Regions from separate parts of the Oryctolagus cuniculus genome. Here region 1 is linked to region 2. The links are chromatin contacts, called in public Micro-C maps. All regions are on one chromosome and are shown on one strand. The core of a region is the stretch at or near the end of the contact, and the rest is flanking DNA. Distances in the headings are between cores, read along the strand shown.

Evidence for each region. Hi-C and Micro-C count contacts between places; a contact is called where the count stands out from the background.
Region 1: a contact with region 2 is called in a Micro-C map of ear pinna, with 3 times the contacts expected there. The contact joins the promoter of ISG15 here to the promoter of UBE2J2 in region 2. A contact is called at or near these places in 3 of 6 Hi-C or Micro-C datasets (ear pinna, psoas muscle and an unstated tissue).

Annotation. Positions count from the first base shown.
Region 1 is chr7:164,353,866-164,360,024 of mOryCun1.1, reverse strand. ISG15 (ISG15 ubiquitin like modifier) reads left to right here and starts at 1,510. Exons shown (of 2, transcript XM_070079434.1): 1 at 1,510-2,164; 2 at 2,358-2,867. The coding sequence starts at 2,162. The coding sequence ends at 2,849. AGRN (agrin) reads left to right here and starts at 4,377. Exons shown (of 36, transcript XM_051839505.2): 1 at 4,377-4,672. The coding sequence starts at 4,466.
Region 2 is chr7:164,221,269-164,227,787 of mOryCun1.1, reverse strand. It overlaps UBE2J2 (ubiquitin conjugating enzyme E2 J2), which reads right to left and starts at 2,695. Exons shown (of 7, transcript XM_051840551.2): 1 at 2,561-2,695. LOC127489281 (translation initiation factor IF-2) reads left to right here and starts at 2,280. Exons shown (of 4, transcript XM_070076810.1): 1 at 2,280-2,333; 2 at 2,444-3,573; 3 at 4,362-4,484; 4 at 4,665-6,519. The coding sequence starts at 2,280. The coding sequence ends at 3,544.

The DNA of each region.
Region 1 (6,159 bases), core at 261-2,760, 130 kb before region 2:
CTCTGTCCTCGAGATTTCTTTGTTGATGGGAGGTGAGACAGTGGACGTGGGCAGTGAGACGGTGGACGTGGGCAGTGAGACGGTGGACGTGGGCAGTGAGACAGTGGATATGGGCAGTGAGACTGTGGACGTGGGCAGTGAGACGGTGGATGTGGGCGGTGAGATGGTGGACGTGGGCGGTGAGACGGTGGACGTGGGCAGTGAGACAGTGGACATGGGCAGTGAGACTGTGGACATGGCAGTGAGACAGTGGATATGGGCAGTGAGACGGTGGACGTGGGCAGTGAGACTGTGGACATGGCAGTGAGACAGTGGATATGGGCAGTGAGACTGTGGACGTGGGCAGTGAGACGGTGGACATGGGCAGTGAGACAGTGGATGTAGGCAGTGAGACGGTGGATGTGGGCGGTGAGACGGTGGACGTGGGCAGTGAGACTGTGGACGTGGGCAGTGAGACGGTGGACGTGGGCAGTGAGACAGTGGACGTGGGCAGTGAGACGGTGGATGTGGGCGGTGAGACGGTGGACGTGGGCAGTGAGACGGTGGATGTGGGCAGTGAGACGGTGGATGTGGGCGGTGAGACGGTGGACGTGGGCAGTGAGACAATGGACATGGGCAGTGAGACTGTGGACGTGGCAGTGAGACAGTGGATATGGGCAGTGAGACTGTGGACGTGGGCAGTGAGAGTGCACGTGGGCAGTGAGACAGTGGATGTGGGCAGTGAGACTGTGCACGTGGGCAGTGAGACCGTGGACATGGAAGTGAGACAGTGGACGTGGGCAGTGAGACGGTGGACGTGGAAGTGAGACGGTGGACGCCTGCTCCCTTCACTAAGTGTCTGTGCTTTTTCTCTGACAGCTCAGCGGAGATGGTGCCCCAGGGAGTTCTGGGCCGGGGAGGCAGGGTCAGGGTTGATACTCAGAATCATGGCGGGCACACTTTGCTTTTCCATTCTTAAAAATTTCATTCACTTATTTATTTATTTAAATACCTCATTTTTATTTAGTCTCAGCCAACTTTGGTGTGTGCTGTTTGTGACAGCAGAAACTTGGGAACAACCTCGACTGGCCGTCCGGGGCTGGTGGGGCTGCACTCCTGGCCATCAGTCCCGTCCCGTCTCGGGAGCTCGGCCACGCGCTGGTGCCTGTCGGCAAAGGAGGCGGTTGATGACCTGCTGCTCCACAGGCGGTGAAAATGGCGAGAGCTCTTGTTTTGTTTTTTAGGTGAAATTCATGTAAAAGACATTAAAATGTTTGTTTATTTTATTTGAAGACAGGGAGAGAGCTGTTTCCCTCCACTGGTTCACACACCAAATGCCCACAAGAGCCAGGGCTGGGCTTGGCTGAAGCCGGGAGACAGGAGCTCTTCCTGGGTCTCCCTTGTGGGTGCAGGGGCCCAGGTACCTGAGCCGGGCACCAGCAGGGAGCTGGCACTGGAGGTGGCGTCAGGACTTGAAGCAGGCGTTCCTGTGTGGGCATCTCCACTGCTCCCTTTTAAATTGTGGTTTTTTTCATTGTTGAACTTGTAAGAATTCTCTACGCCCACAGAGACCCTTATCAGACACATGTGCAAACATTCTGAGTTCACTTCGAAAGGCAGCAAAATACACTTGGTCTTTCATTGAGAAACAACCTGACCAGAGGCCACGTCCTGAGCCCACGGAGGTCTCCGTGGGGGGGGGGGGGCTGGGACTGTTGGCGTCCTATGTAGTTCTGGAAGTGACCGCCGTGACGTTTCCTGGCCTCATCAATTTTGCAATCTGGCAAATGGAAACCGAAAGTCTCCAGTCCCCAGCCCACGTCCCTGTGAGCGCTGAGTGTCCTGCTGAGGACTCCGGGTGCTGGTGCTGGGCATTGCTGGGCACGGCTAGGCAGGCTGCCGGGGCACTGTGGGGGCCCCTTGCCGTGCCCCCACCCCTGGAGCTGTGCCAGCTCACATCGTCTTTCTGTTTTGTTTCTCCTACTCCCTCTGGGGCTCGCCCTGGGAAAAGGAAACCAAAACCAAAGCCTGCTTGGCCCCGGCACCAGCTGGGCGGCAGCACCGCCCCCTGACGTCCGCAGCCGAGGCCCATAAATGGGCTGAGGCTGGCCGGGAACGCGCTAGAGGCTGAGGGGCAGCGGCATTGCCAGGGACTGAGCAGCACCCAGAAGCAGCCACGGCCATGGTAAGCCGGGACGCGCGGTGTCGGGGGGCGCGTGGTCCGGCCGGTTTTCCTCCCCCTCGTCTGTCTGGTGGGGTTTCCCAGGGTGGGGACAGGAGGGGCGCATCGGCGGACGCAGGGGGCTGCACCTGCGGCTGGCGCCTGGTGTGCGGACCCAGGCCTGGCGCCGGTCTCTGAGCCCTGGTGATGCCCACAGGGGAAGGACCTGAAGGTGAAGATGCTGGGCAGCAAAGAGATCTCAGTGCCCCTGAGCGAGTCCCTGACGGCGTCGGAGCTGAAGCGGCGGATCGCCCAGGAGACTGGCGTGCCGGCCTTCCAGCAGCTCCTGGCTGTGCACCCCGGGGGGGCGGCGCTGCTGGAGGAGGTCCCCCTGGTCGCCCAGGGCCTGGGGCCGGGAAGCACGGTGCTGCTGCTGGTGCAGAAGTGTGACAACCCGCTGAGCATCCTGGTGCGCAATGACAGGGGCCGCAGCAGCGCCTACGAGGTGCTGCTCACCCAGACGGTGGCCCAGCTCAAGCTGCAGGTGGCCCAGCGGGAGGGCCTGCAGCCGGACCTGTTCTGGCTGAGCTTCGAGAACAGGCCCATGGAGGACCAGCACCTGCTGGGGGAGTACGGCCTCCAGCCGCAGTGCACCGTGTACCTGAACCTCCGCCTGCGGGGCGGATCTGCCGGGACCCGGCCCTGCTAATAAACAGAAGTAGCTGCCTCCCGGGTCCCCTCTCTGCCCATCACCCCTCCTGTGTCCCCAATTCTGCAGCCCTGTGGGGGCGGTCTGGTTGCCAAGTTATGGGACAAGGGCTTCATGGTAGGGTCATGACAGGGACAGCCTCACATAGGAAAGTCACGTGTGCCAGAGCTGACCTGGCCAGGCTGAGCCAGGCAGCCCCTCACTGCTCACCCCACAAGCTCCGGGGGTGGGGGGGCGGGAGCAGGGCGGCAGCTCTGCTCAGGGCCCATTGGCCACAGGGCAGGCCCCACCCCCAGAGTCCCTGGAACCAGTGAGGTGGGGAGAGGTCCACACCCCATGGGGCAGGGGGCCAGGAACCTTCTGGACTGCCCAGTCCTGCCTGCCTTGGTCCTGGGAGGTGTAGGGCGGGGCCTGAGCACTCACCATCAGGGTTCACATCACCCCCTCAGGAGAGTGTGGACAGTGCATGAGGGCACCTGGATCTGGGACTCACCTGCCCTGATGGGGCTTGGGGGTGGGCGGCAGCTAATTAGGCAGAAGCCACAGGGGACGCTCCCGGCGCCCTCCCTCCCCAGGGGGAATGCCCGGGGATGGCGCAGGACACAGCCGAAGCAGGCAGGCCCCGAGATCCAGGGACCACGAGATCCCTCGGGAGCTGGCTGGAGAACCAAAGGCCACTTTTCTGATCTGCGGGGGTTCGTGTCTGGGCCGGGGACCCCAGGCCTGGCCGTGCCAGGACCGCTCCGCAGGCCCCAGGAGCAGACCCTTGAGGCCCGCACGCGGCTGCGGCTTCCCAATCCTCGCCTCTGGCTCCGCCACTGCGGGCCGGCCCAGGGGAGGGGCGCGGAAGCAGCCTAGGAACACAGCGGGGTCCCCTCCATCTTCAGGGGGTCGCCTCCGACTCGGCTCCCCAGAGCCCGAAACCACCCAGCCCTCTCCCCACCCCGCCGAGCCGGGCCGCAGAAGCGCCCGCAATTGCGCCGCGGGACGCTAGGAGGCGCGCGCCTCCCCGCGGCGGGGCCGGGCCGGCCAGGCGGGCCCGCGCCCGGGGGACCAATCGCCGCCCGCACGGTCCTTGCGGCGGGGGCGCGGTCAGAGGCGGCGGACTCCTCGCCGGGACCCGCCGGGGGTGCGGCGCCCCGCTCTCTGCGCCGCAGGAGGGGCGGTGGGGTCCGGGCCCTCCGCGCCGCTTTGCGCCCGGGGACCCCCGCTGCCCCCGGCTGCGGCGCCTCCTAGGACCCCTTGGGAGTCCGGTCACGTCGCCGGCAGATTCCGCATTAACCCGACTGCAGCCGCATTTCCTGGGGTGGGGATACGCGGGCGGGGGCGGGGGTCGCTTGGGCCCGCCCCTCCCCCACGGCCCCCGCCCCGCGCCGCGGCCCCTGCGCTTTGTTCGCGGCCGCCGCGGGTCTGCGGGCGCCGGGCGAGCCGGGGCCGCCGGGCCGGGGAGGGGGCGGTGGAGCGGGGCGGGGCCGTCCCGCGCCCCGCCCCCGGCCCGCCCCGCGCCGCCGCCGCCGCCGCCACCGCCTCCCAGGCTGCGTCCCGTCCAGTCCCGTCCGCGGTGCGGCCCGGCCCGCGCGCTCTCCCGGCGGTAGCTCGCCGACCTCGGCTGCGCCATGGCCAGCCCGCAGCCGTCCGGCCCGGCCCCGCTGCGGCCGCTGCTGCTGCTCCTGCTGCTGGCCGCGTGCAGCCTGCCCGGCGCCCGCGGGACGTGCCCGGAGCGCGCGCTGGAGCGGCGGGAGGAGGAGGCGAACGTGGTGCTCACGGGCACCGTGGAGGAGATCCTCAACGTGGACCCAGTGCAGCTCACCTACTCGTGCAAGGTGGGCCGCGCGCTCCGCGCCCCGCCGGGGGCTTCCCCTCGCCCCCGGGACCCCCGCCCGGCCGTGGGAACCGGCCCCGGACGCCCCGCAGCCCCCGCTCGCGCTCCCTCGGCTCCCGCAAAACTCGCGAGCGCCCCGGAAAGTTCCTGCTGTGCCGCCGCGGGCGCCCTGCGCCGCCCGGGTCTGGCGGACCCCCCCACCCCCGAGCCCACCCCGCCTCGGGAGCGTGTGAGCCCCTCCCCCGCGGTTGGAGGGGAGCGGTAGGGACGGGTGGGGGGCTCGGCCGGGGTCGGAGCGGCCCCTGCCCCTCCCGGGCCTTTCCAGGGCCGAGGGGTGACGGGGTGGGGGGGGCGACCCGCAGTGGCTGGGGGCGGGGCCGCAGCAGAAGGGGGCGGGGCCGGGTTGAGCCCCGTGTTTAGGGGGTAGGGCAGGTGCCCCATCCCACTCTTGGGGGGGCCGTCACCCCTTCTCCGGGAAGGGGGTCCTGGGACCTCCTGGGACGCCTTACTGGTTCATCCCTACCCCGGGCTGTCCGTAGGGAGGGCTCGGGGAACCCAGGGCCGCCCTCCATTGACCCCCCCAAGCTGCGTCCTGGGACCAGAGCTCTAATCGTTCCCCCTCTGGGGAGATGGGGAGGGGTAGCAGCCTGTGTCCCAGAGGCCTGTGCTGGCCACAGCTGGGATCCTGCCGCCGCCCCCTCCCCTCCGCCACCAGGGCACTTTGCCAAGCCCCTGCAGGATTTTCCCGACTTCCTCCCCGCTGCTCCTGGGTGTGGCTGGGGTGGGGGGAGGTGATGGAGGCATAGGCCCTCCCCCATGCCAGTGATACCCCTTCTTCCTCCCGGGCTCAGGACTGGACGGGTGCCCACAGAGCAAGTGCTGGGCAGGTGGACAGGCCACCCATTGTCCCCCATAGCCTGTCCCAGTAGCCCCAGCCACCAGAAGGGGGCTTCTTCCCAGGCAGTGCCAGGACCCCAGTCTGCTGGATGGCTGCTCCAGGGAGGGCTGCCTGGCCCCGGGCGTGTCTGTCAGAGCAGGTGCCCTCAGGGGCCCCAGAGCAGAAGGTGGAGGGTGGGGCTGCCTGTGCTGCCCAAACTTGATTCTGTGGCTCATGGGCGGCCTGACTGCGCACCCCACAGGCCTGTGGTGGAGGGTGTCCGAGCACCCACAGGGCTGGCTCCTCACCCTAAACCCCTACATGTAGGGTCGGTGTTCCTAGCATTGGCCAGGGGGAGCTCCATGTTGGGGTGGGGGCAGGGGGAAGAGGAGGAGAAGGTATGGAAGGCAGGCCCCCCCTCCCAGGGCGCTGGCCACGTCCCAAATGCAGCCTGAGTGGAGATGTGGGTGTAGGAGTTGAGGTGGGGGGAGCTGTGTCCCAGAGGAGCGGTCAGAGGCTGCACGTCTTCATGGGCGACTGTCCCCCGCCCGTGGGTTCCTGCAGCTCTGCCCGTCTCTGAACATTGGCCCTGAGCCTGGACCCCCAGCCCC
Region 2 (6,519 bases), core at 1,446-3,945:
GCTGATGGCCACAGCTCAGCACAGGGCGTCCAGGACAGCAAGGAGCGCTGGGCTTGGGGAGCAAGAGAACAGAGTGCCGCCAGGACACCAGGGCCCCCAGCTATGCCCCCGGGTTGAGTGGGTGGTGACAGGGACACAGGCTCCCCACTGCCAGACCTCGGAACAGCCCCAACTCAATGTACCTTTCAAATTTTTATCTGCTTACGTGAGACAGAGTGTTCTCACCTGCTGGTTCACTCCCCAACCTATGGGTGGGTCAGAGTTGGAGCCAGGAGCTGGGGACTGAACCAGGCCTCCCACATGGGCGACAGCGGCCTGGTTCCTTGAGCCATTGCCCCTGTCTCCCAGGGTCTGCATCGCAGGAAGCTGGAGCCAAAGCGGGGAACGAGACACAGGCGCTGCTCTGTGGGCTGCAGCCCCCCTCACCCGCCCCGCACCCCTTTTCCATACCAGAGTTCACCGTCTTCTTGAGATAGAAAAGCAAAAAAGTCCTGCAGCTAAAAATAAAGTGTGAAAAACACTGGTCTAAAACACGACAGCGAGAGGACACGTGGGGATAGGCAGGATGGAGACCAGGGCAGGAGCAGGAGGCCAGCACGGCGGCGCAGCGACACCTTGTGACGGGTCAGTCCCGCCCTGCCCCGCCCCCTGCAGCCTCTCCAACCCATCTCACAGGGCACTCCCCAGCCAAACGCTTTAAAGATGGCCTTGGACATCAGGGGCCGCTGGCAATGGCCCAGTCAGCGCAAACCTGACCTCAACCCCATGCCAGCCTCAGGGCCTGTACACTGCGGTTCCCTGGGGACACCCACACACACACTCCCTGGCCCCCCTGGCCTCCCCACGGCCTCCTCTGCATCTCCAGACCACGGGCCCCGTCTGGCTTCTCCCTCCACAGAGCACAAGACGCTGGCTGTTGGCAGCTCTTTGCCATGATCAGGGCCTGCAGAGTGAGACTTGCTCAGGGCACCCACACAATCCTCTCGTGGGCCTAACCCCAGGACCACCGCCAACCCCTGTGTCTCCTCCAGGGGCCCGCGACCCTCGTTCCCACCGCATCACTAACAGCACATCAGCCTCCAGTCTCCACCCTTCAGCTGTCTCATGCACTCCGGTCAGTGCCCAGTGAGACCTCCCGCCACCCCCACAGCCCTTCCACGCCCCAGCCAAGCCAGCGAGCATCAGCCCTGCCCCGGCCAGCTCAGCCCGTCCTCAGCGCCCCCGTCACGGCCCGGCTTCAAACCCTGACCCCTTGGCTGCCTCCCGCCCTGGCTCGAGAGCCACGGGTCCCAAAGCCCACCGGTGGACTCCAGGCTCTGACCCTCCTGCAGGAGTCTGCACCAAGAGCAGGGCCACCGTCCAGTCCACTGCCTCGCGCTCTGGCTCAAGATGCCCGAGGGGCCAGGGCTCAGCCCCTGCCCACAGCCTGGAGCAGAGCCACTGCCACACTCGCTCCAAAGCCAGCTCCACGCACACAAAACCATTCAGGGGCCAGTGCTGCGCTGCACACGTAAGCCACCTCCCGGGATGCCGGCAGCGCTCGTGGGCGCCAATTCAAGTCCCAGCTGCTAACGCTCCTGGGAAAGCAGTGGAAGACGCGAGTGGGACGGGGCTCCCGGCTCCGGCCTGGCCCACAGCCCTGGCTGTCGTGGCCACTCGGGGAGCGAGCCAGCAGACGGAGGCCCCTTCCCTGTCCGCCCGCACCCAGTCACTCCGCCTTTCAGATAAAAAACCAAACCTCCAGTACAGGTTAATTCACTCTTCCCCGTGTGCGACCGCGTCTGAGCCGGTGGGCGGCCACCAGTCCCCCCGCTCGGCCACCCCCAGCCTCCCGCGGGACGCCCACTGCCGCGGAGGACGCGTGTCAGGCTCCCGGGCACGGACGGTCAGCGTGCAGCCAGAGGCGGCCCACGGCGCGCGCGCGCAGGCTGCACCCAGAAGCCACCCCGGGCCCCTAACTCAAGCCGCGGCGTGGCAGGCCCTGGCTGTCAGGCGGGCACGGGCCAGGTCTCCCGGCCGGCGCGGCCCTGCCTGGGAGCGGAGCACTGTGCACCACCGCCTACAGGCGCCCTGGCCAGCGGGGGGCCCCCACGTCTCCTGTCCGAGCCGGGCACGCACACTGGCGCAGCGGCGTTCACCCGAGACGGGCTGGAGAGTGACCCGACGTCGGGGGCCGGCACAGCGACGCCAAGCACGGGCAGGGCCCTGCCCAGGGTCCCCGGCCCCGTCACACCGCGGCACCCCGGCAGCGCGGCCCCGAGTCCCTTCTGCCGGGACTGATGGGGCGATTCCGGTCCCAAGTTCGGGGCGCGGCGGCCCGCATCGTCCTAGAGGTGCCCGCAAGCGTCCCACCAACACAAGGCCCCGAGTGGGAGACCAGCCCCGCGGCCACCCCCGGCCCGGAGCCCGCCGCCCCGCCTAACCGACCCCTGGCTTCGCGCAGGGACGCTCCGGGCCGGGGCCCCGCGGCGGCGGCGGCGCGAACGAGGACGGGCCGAGTAGTGCCCCGCGGCCCCGGCCCCGGCCCATCTGCCCGAGGCCCCCGCCCGCACACGCTCACCTCTCCCCGTCGCCGCGCGTGGGCCGCCGCCGCGCTCAGGCTCGCCGTGGTCGAGGCCGGAGCAAGGTGCGGAAGCGTGGGGCCTGCGACGGAGAGAACCGTGCCGCGCCGCGCCAGGACCCAGCCCTCCGCATCCGCCGCCGCCGCCGCCGCCGCCTCAGCTTCCAAGATGGCTGCTCCCGGGGCGGGGCCCTGGCCCGCTTCCGCTTCCGGTGTGCGGGCCTCTGGGGCGGCCGCTCTAGGCGGCCCGGAGGACGTCGCCCGCGTCTCCCTGTCCCCGCCAGCCCCGGAAGCTGCGCCGGCGCCAGGAGAGCAGTCAGCGCGTGCGCACAAGCGGACAACTCCGCGGGGCGGGGTCCCAGGTGGTGGTGGGGAGAGCGGCGGGCGCGCTGGAAGGCGGCTTCGTGGCTTCGTCCGCCTCCCTGCGGGCTGGCTGATTTGACTCCCCGGAGCCTCGGGATGACCCCGACCGCCCTCCGGCCTGCGTGCGGGAAGCCGTCTAGGCCACCCCGCCCTGCAGTGTCCTCCCCGCGGGCCGCTGAGGGTCCAGCGCTGGCCTTCTCTGTCCACTGTGAGGCCATGGGACGTTCAGCCGTAAAAATGACCGAATTTCCCGCCGGCCCTGAGTGGGGTCCCGCTCACAGCCCCGGCCGCACCGCCCGAGTTCCTCCCGCCGGCCGTGCAGGGCCGCGCGGTTCAGACCCCGGGGCCCGCCGCTCGTCCGGCCCCGCGCCAGGATCAGTCTGGGGCTTGCTGCGGGCCCCGGGCACCCTGATTTCCTGTGGTCCAGCCGTGGCCACGCCTCGGGCAGAGTTCAGGCCCGGGGGCAGAAGCGGAGGAGCGTCCAGCTGTCCGTGGGTCCGTCCGTGGGAACCTGGCCGCCCTCCCCCGCCCCATCCGGGGTCCTGCCACCCCTACGCAGGGCGGCCCAGCTGTCCTGAGGGTGGACAGTTTTGTCCAGGAGGCCGCCCAGGTCCTGGATAGAAGCAGAGGCAGATCCTGGGCTCACCCAGGTACACAGCAGGGGCAGGCCTCTCCTGCCTCGGGGTGGCCCTGTGTCCGCGGGTACCAGTGGACTTGAGAGGCAGCAGGGGTCCAGGGCCCCAGCCTCCTGGGTGGTGCCCCAGGGAGAAGCCGCCCGAGCCGGGAGTGGCCTCTGGTCAGCGGGATCGAGGCCACCCAGCAGTCTTGCCCCAGAACTGGTGGCCTTAGCATGGAGACCAGGACGGAGAAGCGAGGCTGGCCCCAGGGGTCTGCTGGGATTTCCAACCCAAAACTGCCCCTTGGAGGGGAGGGTCCGGTAGGATGCCGGGGCAGCTCTCAGAAGGGGCTTCCTGCCGGCGGCTCCACGGGTGCCAGGGCAGCAGGCAGAGGGGACAGCGGCCTTGGCGAAGGAGGCCGCCCTCCGTGTGGTGACGGCGGCCTAGAGACCCGGGAGGGTCAGGATCAGGAGGGGTCCCCAAGCCCGCCTCCCCCAGAGGGCCTGTCTGGCCAGGGCTTGAGGAGGGGCCCAGGGGAGCCCCGTGCTCTGTGCTGGTCCCACACCAGCACTGGCGATGCCCTGCAGCCCGGGGTACGGGGGGCACAGGGGAGGAAAAGACGTTCAGGCCCACGAAACACCAGGCACCTTCAGTCCCTGGGCCCGGCCTGGGGGGACACTGGCCACCCCTGGTCACCTCTGTGGTGACCCAGTGAGCTCAGGGGCTGGGGCCCAGCAAGTCGGGGCCAGCGCCCCTCCTGAGAGGACTGAGGGGTCCACAGGACGCCCACCAACAGCTCCTGCTCCTGTGTTTTTTTTAAGGTTTACTTATTTGAAAGGTGTGGGGGCTCTGGGTCCCCGGGACCCGCGAGACTCTGCTCCGGAAGACGCGGGACACGGACGACTCTGCCCACAGCGTGACCCCAGCGCGCAGCACAGCCAGCAGTAAGGAAACAAGCCGGGTCGGTCTCCAGGCCCGGCCACCGTCCCGCACCACCAACAGGTGGAGGCAGACGCCTTTGGTGACTGCTGGGCCTGGGCCTTACGCCGAGTCCTTCGCTGACTTCCTCCTGCGTGGACAGTCCCGGATGCCAGCTCCTGCAAACTGCCCCTTCTCTGTTTCAGTCGCAAGACGGCGGCGGAGAGGCGAGTGCGGAGCTGGCGTTTCTGGGGGTTTGGCAATGCAGTGCAGATTCCTGCGAGGAGAAGAAGGAGACCACGGAAAACACTAACCCGGGACAGCAGGTGAGCGACACAAAACTTCGTGAAGCTCCAATGACGTGGGGGAGCGAGTCGGCCTTGAGTGTCTGCTGGCTGATCCTGGCCAGGCGATCGCCGCCCGTAACTCTTGCAGTCTTTGACTCGTTGGTTGATCTATCCCCGCTTGGTGGCCTGAGACTGTGGGAGTCTCGTTGCCGTTTCGCAATGAACTCCTGAGTCGAGATGGAGTCACTGAGGGCGCACCTGCTGCTGTTCCTGCCGCGGGAGCCCAGCGTGCTAGCAGTGAGCTTCCGACAGACCTTTCATACGTTTGGTGTGATGACAGAAACGCGATAGAAACCGGATTCAGTCCAAGGCCCAGGCAAGTTGACGGGATTCAGAGGCTTGGGCTTTGAGACAAAATCATTGTAGACTGCTGGTTCTATTGAAAGGAACGGAATGGATGAGGCAGGCAGTCCAGGTAACTCTGGAGGGTGTGTTGAAGGTAACCGTCCAGGGCACGTGGGGCGGGGCAGTGCAGGCTCGCTCTCTGCTGGCTTCCCCGAGTGTGGCGGTGGCTTTGCCGTGGCTGAGGGCAAAAGAAAACCATTGAGTAGCTGCGGGAAGGTTGCGGAAGTGCCGTGTCGGGGACCAAGGGGCGGGAGGAGCCAGCCCCCGCTGTGCCGAGTTAAAGGGTGTCAGCCCCGTGCCGCAGGACAGTCTGAGAGTCCTTAGTTTCGGTTTGTTGAAGTAAATACGCGACGAACTGCACAGGATGTAAAGAACCCTGGCGGGCCCCAGTCGATGAACGTCAAATTCCGTTTATAGGAGATGTTGCCGGATTGTCCTCCACAGGAACCCCAGGTGTCCCCCCGCCAGGGTACAGAGCCGCGGGGTCTCTCTGGGAAACTGGGCTACGTCTGAGAAATTAACAATAAGGGGATAACAGACACTTTCAGAATGATGGAAAACGAGTGTAACAGCAGAAAAAAATCCCGTAAGGAATCCAGTCCCACTGTTGGCATCGTACCCCCCCACTGGGGGATAGCTCCAAGCACGGAGCTGGCCCCCAAACATGGTGGAAGCGTTCGGTATCCGGGCGAAATGCTGAGTTCTTTCCTTTCATCGGGAAGCTGGGGCCGCCGTCCTCGGCAACAGGAGCAGGCGCAGCCCAGCCCACGGTGCGCAGTGAGGGCGGGTGGGGTGGTGAGGTGTGCTCCGGCCCCGACGCACGGGTCAGAACGGCCGTCACCCCGAGGAGCAGTTCTGCAGGCGCCACCGGGTCCCCGGGGAAACGAGGGCGCCGTCTTCCTCCCTGCGGGGAAGTGAGGGCGCCGTCTGCCTCCCTGGCGGGGAAGCGAGGGCGCCCTCTTCCTCCCTGGGCAGATCTCTCGTCTGGGCCCGCGTGGGGACTCTCCCTCTGCGTTGCTTTTTGCTGTTTGGGCTGTGGCGATGACAGAGTCCACGCCGCCATTTTCTCGGCCGCCGGCATCGACGCTGGGCCCCCGGTTCGGAGCCTTTCTGGTCTGGTTACTCGAAGGGGGCACCAGACCCTTCTCCAGTGTCTGAGAAGACAAGACCATGGCCTCGGCCTAGGGGCCGGAGGGCTCAGCTCCCGGGAATGCGGTAGCTCGTATTCATGTGTGTTGTATGTAATCTATTTATAGTATGCAGGTACATTTACCCCCTCACCCCCGACTTCGCCGATTGGAAGTGTTTTTCTGCCCGCGACACTGGTTCTCCCATAGGTAAATTTTAAAATTAAGAGTGAAAAGAGCGG